2 separate regions of the Sus scrofa genome follow, and region 1 is linked to region 2. The links are chromatin contacts, called in public HiChIP or PLAC-seq maps. All regions are on one chromosome and are shown on one strand. The core of a region is the stretch at or near the end of the contact, and the rest is flanking DNA. Distances in the headings are between cores, read along the strand shown. Region 1 overlaps LOC102163402 (a long non-coding RNA gene). Region 2 overlaps LOC102163120 (a long non-coding RNA gene).

Evidence for each region. HiChIP or PLAC-seq counts read pairs in DNA pulled down with a chosen protein or histone mark.
Region 1: a contact with region 2 is called in an H3K27ac HiChIP or PLAC-seq map of alveolar macrophages. The contact joins two enhancer-like sites. A contact is called at or near these places in 2 of 47 Hi-C or Micro-C datasets (embryonic fibroblasts and fibroblasts) and 1 of 2 datasets of contacts at active chromatin or transcription factors (alveolar macrophages).

Annotation. Positions count from the first base shown.
Region 1 is chr9:73,976,777-73,981,640 of Sscrofa11.1, forward strand. LOC102163402 (a long non-coding RNA gene) reads left to right here. Exons shown (of 8, transcript XR_002335814.1): 7 at 334-465. Among named protein-coding and RNA genes, the nearest start is that of BET1, 190 kb to the left of the region's middle. Within about 2 kb of position 1,470, at least 22 of the 83 cell types and tissues checked have an H3K27ac peak or open chromatin away from gene starts, as enhancers often do. A contact at or near this core is called in alveolar macrophages, where this site is marked.
Region 2 is chr9:73,767,732-73,772,633 of Sscrofa11.1, forward strand. It overlaps LOC102163120 (a long non-coding RNA gene), which reads right to left. Exons shown (of 4, transcript XR_002335818.1): 3 at 3,856-3,963; 4 at 1-21. Among named protein-coding and RNA genes, the nearest start is that of BET1, 22 kb to the right of the region's middle. Within about 2 kb of position 1,775, at least 1 of the 83 cell types and tissues checked has an H3K27ac peak or open chromatin away from gene starts, as enhancers often do. A contact at or near this core is called in alveolar macrophages, where this site is marked.

The DNA of each region.
Region 1 (4,864 bases), core at 220-2,719, 210 kb after region 2:
CCTCAGTCCATTTAGCATTTATAGTATATGCATAATAGAACACGAAGCTGCAACTCCTAATCAGATTAAAGTTCTACTTAGTATCTGTGCTCACAGATGTAGGATTTTTAAAGACACTGTAAAAATTTGCTACCATACTACTAAATCCACTTGCCAGAATAGAATCCTGCAATAGCAGTTTCATACAGAGTGAGCCATAAGCAAGTATCAGTTCTGCTGAACCAGCTTATCACTCCCTGTGGTCACCTCTCCCTTTGTGTGGAGGTGGAATGGACTCCCAAATCGTCTAAGCTGGACCCTTAACACACGCTCCACTTTTGTTTCCTAATCCAGGAATGTTCCAGTATGATGATGTAATTCTCTTGCTCGAGGCAAGCAGAAGCTCCTGGGCCAGGAGGCAAGCTCCCACCACATCAGTGACAACACTGAATCCTCAAGTGCTAGGCCAACAAGAAATTCCAGAATGTAAAGCATTTATTTACTTTTAAAACATCTTATTTATTTTTGGGCACACCCATGGCATGAGGAAGTTCCTGGGCCAGGGACTGAACCTGTGCCACAGCTGTAATCACAGCCAAGGCAGTGATAATGCCAGATCCTAATCCACTGAGCCACAAGGGAACTCCAGTAAAGCATTAAAATAATCATTTGAAATAACTTTTTGCAAATGATCAACATGAATATTAAGTTTATTAGCAAACTACATATTTTATTTTTAAAAGTGTCTTAATTTTAAAATTTTTGGAATAGCCTGTCATCCAGAAGACCTTTAGATAACTGGATAATGTTGATAATTCCATATCTTGCCCTGTTGCAGAAAGCAAATTCTTACAAATTCTCTAAGTCTACATTATGAACACATGTCTGACACATGTTCAGCATCTTCACAAACACACAGAGTTTCTTATGATAGCATTTCCCCCAGCCATAAGTTTATCATATGGAGAAAATATACAGTTTTATATAAAAGTAGGATGTATAGGTAATTATTCTGATTTTCCTATTAGTCCCTGGCATAATTTTTATAAACAATCTAGAAGATTACACCCTAAATGCATTTATTTTTAATGTAGCTATTTGCCTCTAGCCAGTTCAGATTGAATTATTAACAATTTTTTCCTATTCTCTTTTTAAACTTACTTAATAATGAAATGTCATGTTGTTGTCTTACTTTAAATAAAATTTAATAACAGCACAGGAAGGTGAGAATCCTGTTGTAGAGAGTTTCAGAAAAATAGCTCAGGTCAATAAGCTGAAACATCTTTTCCCAGGACCTAATTTGAAAACTTGTAACAGGGAAAGTAAACCTAAGAGACACAAACGAGAGTCACCAGCATAACCCAGAAACCCTGGACAGGCTCAGGAAAGAGCCTCCTGCCTCTCATGTGCAGGCCTTCCCCCAACTCAGCACTGCTGCCCTCTGTCCTTTTGTTGCTGATGAAGTGGAAGAAGCTTCCTGTCCAAACCACATGAGGTTACAGCTCCCTGATCTCTATAGTAACAATGAAAAGATAGCAAACAACTTGACTCCACAAGTTAACCAGGACATTAGAAATTCTTCTGTGCTGATTAATCATCATTCTTCTATTGAACATTCCTGTCTTTAAGAAATCCTGTTTGCGTCACACTGTAAAAGTGAGATCCCAGACAGTCATGTCTTTCGTAACGAAAAAAAACAAAACAAAAAAAACCAGCAAAAAAAGAGGGGGCATACAAGGCCTTCATGTGAAAGTTTAGTCTCCATTAGTGTAGATTAGGAGTGGTGATTAGTCAAATTCCCTACCATTAAGACAGGCAATTTGGGGAAAGCATTTGTCCTCATCAAAATACTATTACACACAGGATCTGCTTGAGATAAACTTTTTAAAACTGTCTAAGTGTGTTGAATAAAATATGGTTTGACACTGATGGAATTTCAGCTTAAGATTGATCATCATTTTGTTACATGGCGACTTGTTTTAGTAATAGCATTACTGAGATATAATCCACATACCATGCAATTCACCCATCTGAAGTGTGCAATTCGGAGTTCCCATTGTAGCACAGCAGAAACAAATCCAACTAGGATCCATGAAGCTGCAGGTTCGAACCCTGGGCTTGCTCAGTGGGTCACGAACCCAGTGTGGCCGTGAGATGTGGTGTAGGTCACAGATGTGGCTTGGATCCTGAGTTCTTGTGGCTGTGATGTAAGCCAGCTGCTGTAGCTCCAATTCGACCCCTAGCCTGGGAACTTCCATGTGCTGCAGGTGCGCCCCTACAAATTGAAAGAAAAAAAAGAAAGAAAGAAGAAAGGAAAGAAGGAAGGAAGGGAGGAAGGAAGGAAAAAGTGTACAGTTCGATGATTTTAGTATATGCACAATTTTGCAACAGTAACTACAATTTTAGAAAATATTCGTCGCCAAAAAGAAACTCCTGTACCCTTTATCTACCAACACCCAACACCTCCCACCCTCAACCCCCAGCCGTAGACAACCATTAATCTACTTTCTGTCTCTTTAAATTTTCCTATTTGGGACATTTCATATAAATAAAATAATTTAAATTTGGTCTTTTGCAACTATCTTCTTTCATTAACATAATGCTTTCCAGGTTTATTCATGTTGTAGTACTTAATTCTTTTTTATGGCCAAATAATATTCCATTATGTGTATATTCCACACTTTATTCATACATTCATCAGTTGATGGACATTTGGGTTGTTTCCACCTTTTGGCTACTATGAATAATGACTACTGTAAACTTTCTTGTACAAATTTTTGTGTGGACACATTTTTATTTCTCTTTGTTATGTAACTAGGAGTGGAACTGCTGAGTCAAATGATAACTGTTGTTTAACTTTGTGAAGAAGGGCCAGAATATTTTTTCAAAGTGGCTGTAGTATTTTAAATTACATAGAGATTAAATTTATTGGAATTTGACCCTGCAATTAGTTGCTACTTCAGTGTTCCAAATTGGTACTTAGTTTAACATATCTTAAGGCTAATTGTCTGGTCACCTCAATTATCAAAACTCCAGTGGAAATCAGATGAGAAAGTAGGAAGGGGAAACCTGAGGGGCCAAAACCAATACCAACATAGATCTGCTCACTAAAATCTGTATGTGTTCCTAGAAAAATCCCCAAAGATTTCACTTTTAGTACATTTACTCTTTGTTTGGTCTAGTTATGAAAGCTTCTTTTCCTGATTTCTGAACTCTTAAGTATTAGAAGAAAATTAGAAAGTTGGTGTGAGTTTTTGGAGACCAGATTATTGACGGCAGCAGGAAGTGACATCGAAATGCCTCATAGTGAGAAAAAAAAAAACAAAACAAAACTGAACATGGAACCATAAATGAAGACCTAAGGCATCTGAACACTGGGAACTATTTAGTTTCAGGGGAGACGTCCCATAGACCAGTAATTACTCTAAGATGTCACTGTATTGTATTGTAGTACAATTACTGATACTTAGATTTATAGTCTTTGGTAATGAAAAAAAGAAATAATCATATGATTAAGAAAAGTGTGAAAGTTTTCAATAATAGTTTGAAGGGTTACATCCAAAATGATGCAATTTTTGAAAGCTCATCTGTTAAAATAATGAACTCTCAAGGGCTGGATGAGACTTTACTAATCATTTCTTACTTAATGCAATGCCATAAAAAGACATATAGAGGGATTATAGAGAACTGGCTGTAGGTTTGTAAATTTGAGCAGAGAAGAGGAACTTTGGGTCTCACCTTCATCACACACGAAGTTCTGGATCTGAAATGAATAATACACAAAGCTTCTTTTGCAGATGGCCAAGAGGCATATGAAAAGATGCTCAACATCACTAATCACCAGAGAAATGCAAATTAAAGCCACAGTGGGATATCACCTCATACCTGTCAGAGTGGTTATCACCAGAAAGAACACAAGTCACAAATATTGGTGAGGATATGGAGAAAAGGGAATCCTCCTGCACTGCAGGTGGGAATGTATTTTGGTGCAGCCACTATGGAAAACACTCTGGAGGTTTCTCAAAAACGAAAAATACAACTACCATATGACTCAGCAAGTCTGCTCCTGGGCATATATCCAAAAAAAAAGAGACAGAAATAATAATTCAAAAAGCATGCTCCCCAATACTCACAGCAGCATTATTCATAATTGCCAAGATATGGAAGCAACCTAAATGTCTATCAACAGATGAATGGATAAAGAAAATGTAATATATGTACACACACACACACACGTAATACATATATGCACATGATGGAACACTACTCAGTCATAAAAAATAATGGAATTTTGCCATTTGCGGAAACATGGGTTGATCTGCATTATGCCAAGTGAAATAAGTCAGACAAAGACAAATACTGTAAGATATCATGTATATGTGGAATCCAAAAAATACAACAAACTAGTGAATAAAATAAACAAGAAGCAAACTCACAGATATGGAGAACAAACTAGTGGTTATCGGTGGGGAGGGGGAGGGGAAATGGAGGGGGAAGTGGGAGACACAAACCACTGGGTGTAACATAGGCTCAAGGATGTACTGCACAACACAAGAAATATAGCCAATATTTTGTAATAACTGTAAATGGAAAGTAAACTTTAAAAACTGTATATTGTCTCTTGAATCTCTGTTTTATTGATTTCTCCTCTGATCTTTATGCTGTCCTTCCTTCTGCTGACTTTAGATTTTGTTTGTTCTTCTTTTTCTAATTCTTTCAGGTGGTGGGTTACGTCCTTGATTTGAGATTTTTCTTCTCTTTTGAGGAAGGACTGTAACACTATGAACTTCCTTCTAAGAACTGCTTTTGTGGCATCCCGTAGATTTTGAATAGTTGTATTTTCATTATCATTTGTCTCTAGGTATTTTTAAATCCCCCCCCCTTT
Region 2 (4,902 bases), core at 525-3,024:
CTTAGAATCTGAAGGGTCCACCTGAGAAAACACCTATATCTTGGTTTCTAAGTAATTTGAAATATTTGTTTAAAAGTGAAGTAAATATAATTTCAGGAGAGTTGCTGAAAAAAACTGAGCAGCTAATCAGTGAATTAATGGAAGGCTGATGCGATAGAAAACCTAAATCAATCTTTTATCCTTGCTTTTTCCTATCCCCTCACATCTGGAACCACTTTTCACATTGTGAAAGAAGGATGTTCAATTTTTACTTTCAAAAGTTGAGCAAAGAAGATATGACAAGATTATTAGAGAGCTTTACTAAATAGGATATATTGCAAAGGTACCTATTTGTAGCATACATATGATATATAATATACATACATATATATAATATATAATGTTCACAATAAGTGTGTAATGACAATTTAAACATAAGAATGCTCTAACGCCGTCAACTCTATCTCCTAGGTAAGATGAATGTAGGCAGGATCTATGAACAATAGCTTTCTGGGTAACTGTAAAAGAAAAGATGATTTTTATTACACTTTAAAATGTAAGAATTAGCTTAGTATGATAGTACTTGAGTTTGTTTCATATTTTATCCAATCATGATCATTTGTGGTTAATAAAAGTGTCATCATTTAATGGTGGCCATCTGGATACTCCAGTTCAGGCCCCTATAGATCTTTTTTCAAGGAATCATAACATGGAATTAAGGTTTGTTCACTGTTTACAGAGCTTTTGGCATCAAAGATGATGGGACATTCTGCTTGAGAGTGACTTTGAATCTGTTCTAACCTGTACATTAGGATAGTACTTGGGATATTTCTTGTCTTGAAAACATGTTTGTCTTCATACCTTTGAATTTTATGTAGGCTGAATCAGGAGACTGTTGCCTGGTACTTGACAGGAATATTTGATCAAAGTGTTAGATGGAACTTAGTGGTAGAGCTTTGTCATTGCATATTTTAAAGACAATTTTATTTGGATGGTCTGTTTTATTTGGATGGCCTGTTTTCCTCAGACTGATTTTTCAGTAAAGGTAATGAGACATGAAAAATACACAGACACCTCAAGGGGTGTCAAGTTGAAAACTTTTATAAGCAAGATTTTTGTTCAGCTCATCCTAGATAATTTAGCAACTTTGACTACCATCCTCTGAGATAAGTAACTGAATTCGAATGGTATTTAGGCTAAAAGGAATATATCTTTAGATCATTTATTTTGCTAAAACTTCAATATAGTACAGACAACTAACCTATTAATTAAATTCTAGAAAGCCAAACATAAAACTGGTTTTGAGTATTTTAGAACTGATGACCTATTCTAAGATTACACATTCCTAGGAAACTGTATTCATTTTTTTCCTCCTCTTTGAAAGTATCTCAGGAAACTATTCTTAACTTATTATATTAACAATGAATTCTCCCAAAGGCTCTTATTGGTTGCTATTGTACTCACTAGGTTTTATTCCCTTAAAACTCACCACAACTGTTACCACACATCCTGACAAGTTTTTGTGTGCAAAGCAGAATGATCATGAGAGTGTGAGTAGGTGGTAGTGGGTAAAAGAGTAGTGAGGCAAAAGTGTTGGAGGTTCTGTGAGGGCTTATTATGCCCTATCTCATTTTTTTTAAGGCAAGTTCCCAGGTGAAGAATCAAACCTGTGCCACAGAAGTGACAACACTGGATCCTCAACTGGTAGGCCACTAGGGAACTCCAGTGCCCCATCTCATTGAGTCAGCTTCCTACCCTTGCAATTCTATGGCCACTGACCAATTGGCCTTACTCCCAAGCTCTTTGCTTAGTTGACTCATCTCCATCCTCCCAACCTCAGCTTCTCAGAGAGGGCTTCTCTAACCATCTCATCCAAAATGGTCTCCTTAGTAACTCTCCCTCTGATTTCCCTACTTCTTTATCAAAATATGCTTGTTTTGATCATCTCTGGATTTAGCTTCTCTCTTGTTGCTCTACACTTTATTGTGTCCCTCATGCCCAGCCAAGTGCATGCCACGTTGAATGGCTTATTAAACATTTTGAAGAACAAAAGAATGAATGAGCCCTTCAGCAGTCCACATATCACTTACATGTGGAATACAATAAAAAAAAAAGATACAAAATAATTTATAAAACAGCAACAAACTCGTATATTTAGAAATCAAATTCAGGGTTACCAAAGAGAAAATCATGGAGGGGAGGGATAAACTGGGAGGGCGGGATTAGCACATATACCCCACTACTATAGAGAGAATAGATGGGTAACAAGGACCTACAGTATAGCCCAGGGAGGTCTACTCAGTGTTCTATAACAACCTATTTGGGGGAAAAGAATGGACATATGTATATCTATAGCTGATTCACTTTGCTGTAAAGGTGAAGCTAGTCAAACATTGTAAATCAACTATACCCCAATAAAATTTAAAAACAAAACAAACAAAAAAACCCAGCCCTGTGACAGAGATAAAGCTAACCCCAGTTCACAGAAAAGGAAACTGTGCTGGAAGAGATTACATGAATTGCTACCCAGCTAAAAACGGAAAAGCTAAAATTTAAACCTAAATGTTTCTGACGCAAACGTTTTCCTGCCCCACCAAAGCTTCAATTAGTCAGCTTTTAAGACCTTTGGGTAATTGTCATAATATTATTACTCTTTCTACAGGCAATTGTTCTCCTATATTAACCTTGAATAAGCTGAATAGCACTGGAAAAATGTAAACGTTTAAAGCAGCTAACATAGCACATACGGTTTAAGCAATGAACGAGCAATTTATTTGGCTTTGAACTTTCTTTCCCCTAAGAACATTTAGCATTTTAGTGACAACTTGATATGACCCTTCAGATGTTTAGATCTTCCCTACACCTAGGCTATTTCATTCTTTCTCTAGGTACTCCCCTCAAACCATGGTCAGTTTTCAATAAAACAGAAGACATACTATAGCATAAATTTTCTGCCCTGACTTCATTATTAAATTGGGTAAAACTGAATTGAGGGGAAAAGTAGCATTTGTCTGCAAAGTATTTGTCTAATCAATAAACAAGTGTATTTCTGAAGAAATTGAACCTTCAAGTGATAATAGGGTTTTTAAATACTAGGGGTTTTTTGGTCTTGTATGTTACCCACTTAAAAATCTGTTTAGTAACATAATATGTTTCATGAAGTAGGTTTGTATAATCAGATATCACATTTCATTAGCCTTCTGTTTTCTGGTAGCATTTTTGCAGATATATGAATATTCATTATTCAGTGAATGTATAATGACGTGAACATTGTCCCGGCAAAGCTCAAAGGAATAGCTGTTATATATATCTAATATAGTCCTGAATGCTGCTTACTAAATATTTTTCTTTCTTCATAAGCACATGGGAAGATTTCCCTTCTTGCCTTCTGATATGTGGGTGGCTATGTGATAGACTTTGGCAGTGAAGTGTAAACAGAATGTCTCCTGTCTTTGCTGGACACAAGTGTAAAGCACTGTTTATCACATCCCATTTTTCTTCCTTCTGTGATTATGAAGCTCAAAGATGAGACCCGCTCATGTCAGCACCGAAGATAACATAGTGCAGGGCTACCTAGACAACTTGTATTAGGTATGTGGCAAGAGCAAGAAATAGATTTTGGCATTTTAAGCCACTAAGAATGTTATAGAAGCATAACCAAGCTATCTATCTAGCTAGCTAGCTAATCTAGCTGTCTAGATATTTTAAAGCCAACAAAGAAACTTGCTGTTAATTATATCTCTTTTCAGTAACATTCAGATGACAAAAGTGGTTGCAAAGCAAACACAGTTGAGGTGGAGCCTAGGTGGTGAAATGGAAAAAAATGGACTTGATTAAAAGGTAATGAGATCTAGTTTTGACTTTACCACCACTTACCTCTGGGATCTTAGGCCATCTGATTCGTGTAATGACCTCATAGTTTTATCACTTTTTAAATGGTGGTTTGGATCATAGTGCTCCCAAAGTCTCTTTCACAATCATTAGCTTAAAAAAAAAAAAAAAAAAAAAAAAACCTCTTTTTTACAGTTTCTTGTAATAACAGAAGCAGGTAAGTGTCAGAAATAATAACAACTTTAATTCTTATGGAATAAAAATTTACTGTCTTTAATCTTTCCTAATTGTCTTTTATGCAATTTATATTGTTATAGACTTAATTTTTTAAATGTTGATATTCTACTTATTAAATATATTTATCCTGTGAATTAAAATTTTATATTAATTTCCCCACATATTTTATAGTTCTTAACTTTTTTTTTTTTTTTTTTGCTTTTTAGTGCTGTACCTGTGATATATGGAAATTACCAGGCTAGGGTTGAATCTGAGCTGCAGCTGCCAACCTCCACCACAACCACAGCACTGCAGGATTAGAGCCACTGAGTCTGCGACCTACACCACAGCTCACTGCAATACAAGGATCCTTAACCCACTGAGCAAGGCCAGGGATCGAACCAGCAGCCTCATGGATACTAATTAGGTCTGTTACTGCTGAGACACAATGGGAACTTCCTAGAGTTCTTAACTTTTAAAAAGCAATTTATCCAGATAATAAGCCCCACTGGATACTATTAAACTTGAAAACCTTCATCTAGCCCTTCAAAACATTTTGATAAAAGCTACATTCCCTTTCTCTCCCAAACGTATCTTAACTAATTACTTCTGTGTGCCAGTTATTTTTTTCTGAATTGTAAAATAGTCACACAGAAGTAACATAAAATAGCTCCAAGTAAGCAGCTAAAGGCAGTTGCATGGGTAAGATTGTGCAGTTGTATGGCAATTAGGGAGCAGTAGAAGGAGAGAGCACACTTATGTTCTCTAGAGCCAGTAAACAATTCCTTCTTCCTTAATTAAGGAACAGATGTCCTCTTCTCATCTAGCACCTAGAATCCCAAATTCATAAAGATGGACAAAGAATCCACCTATAAG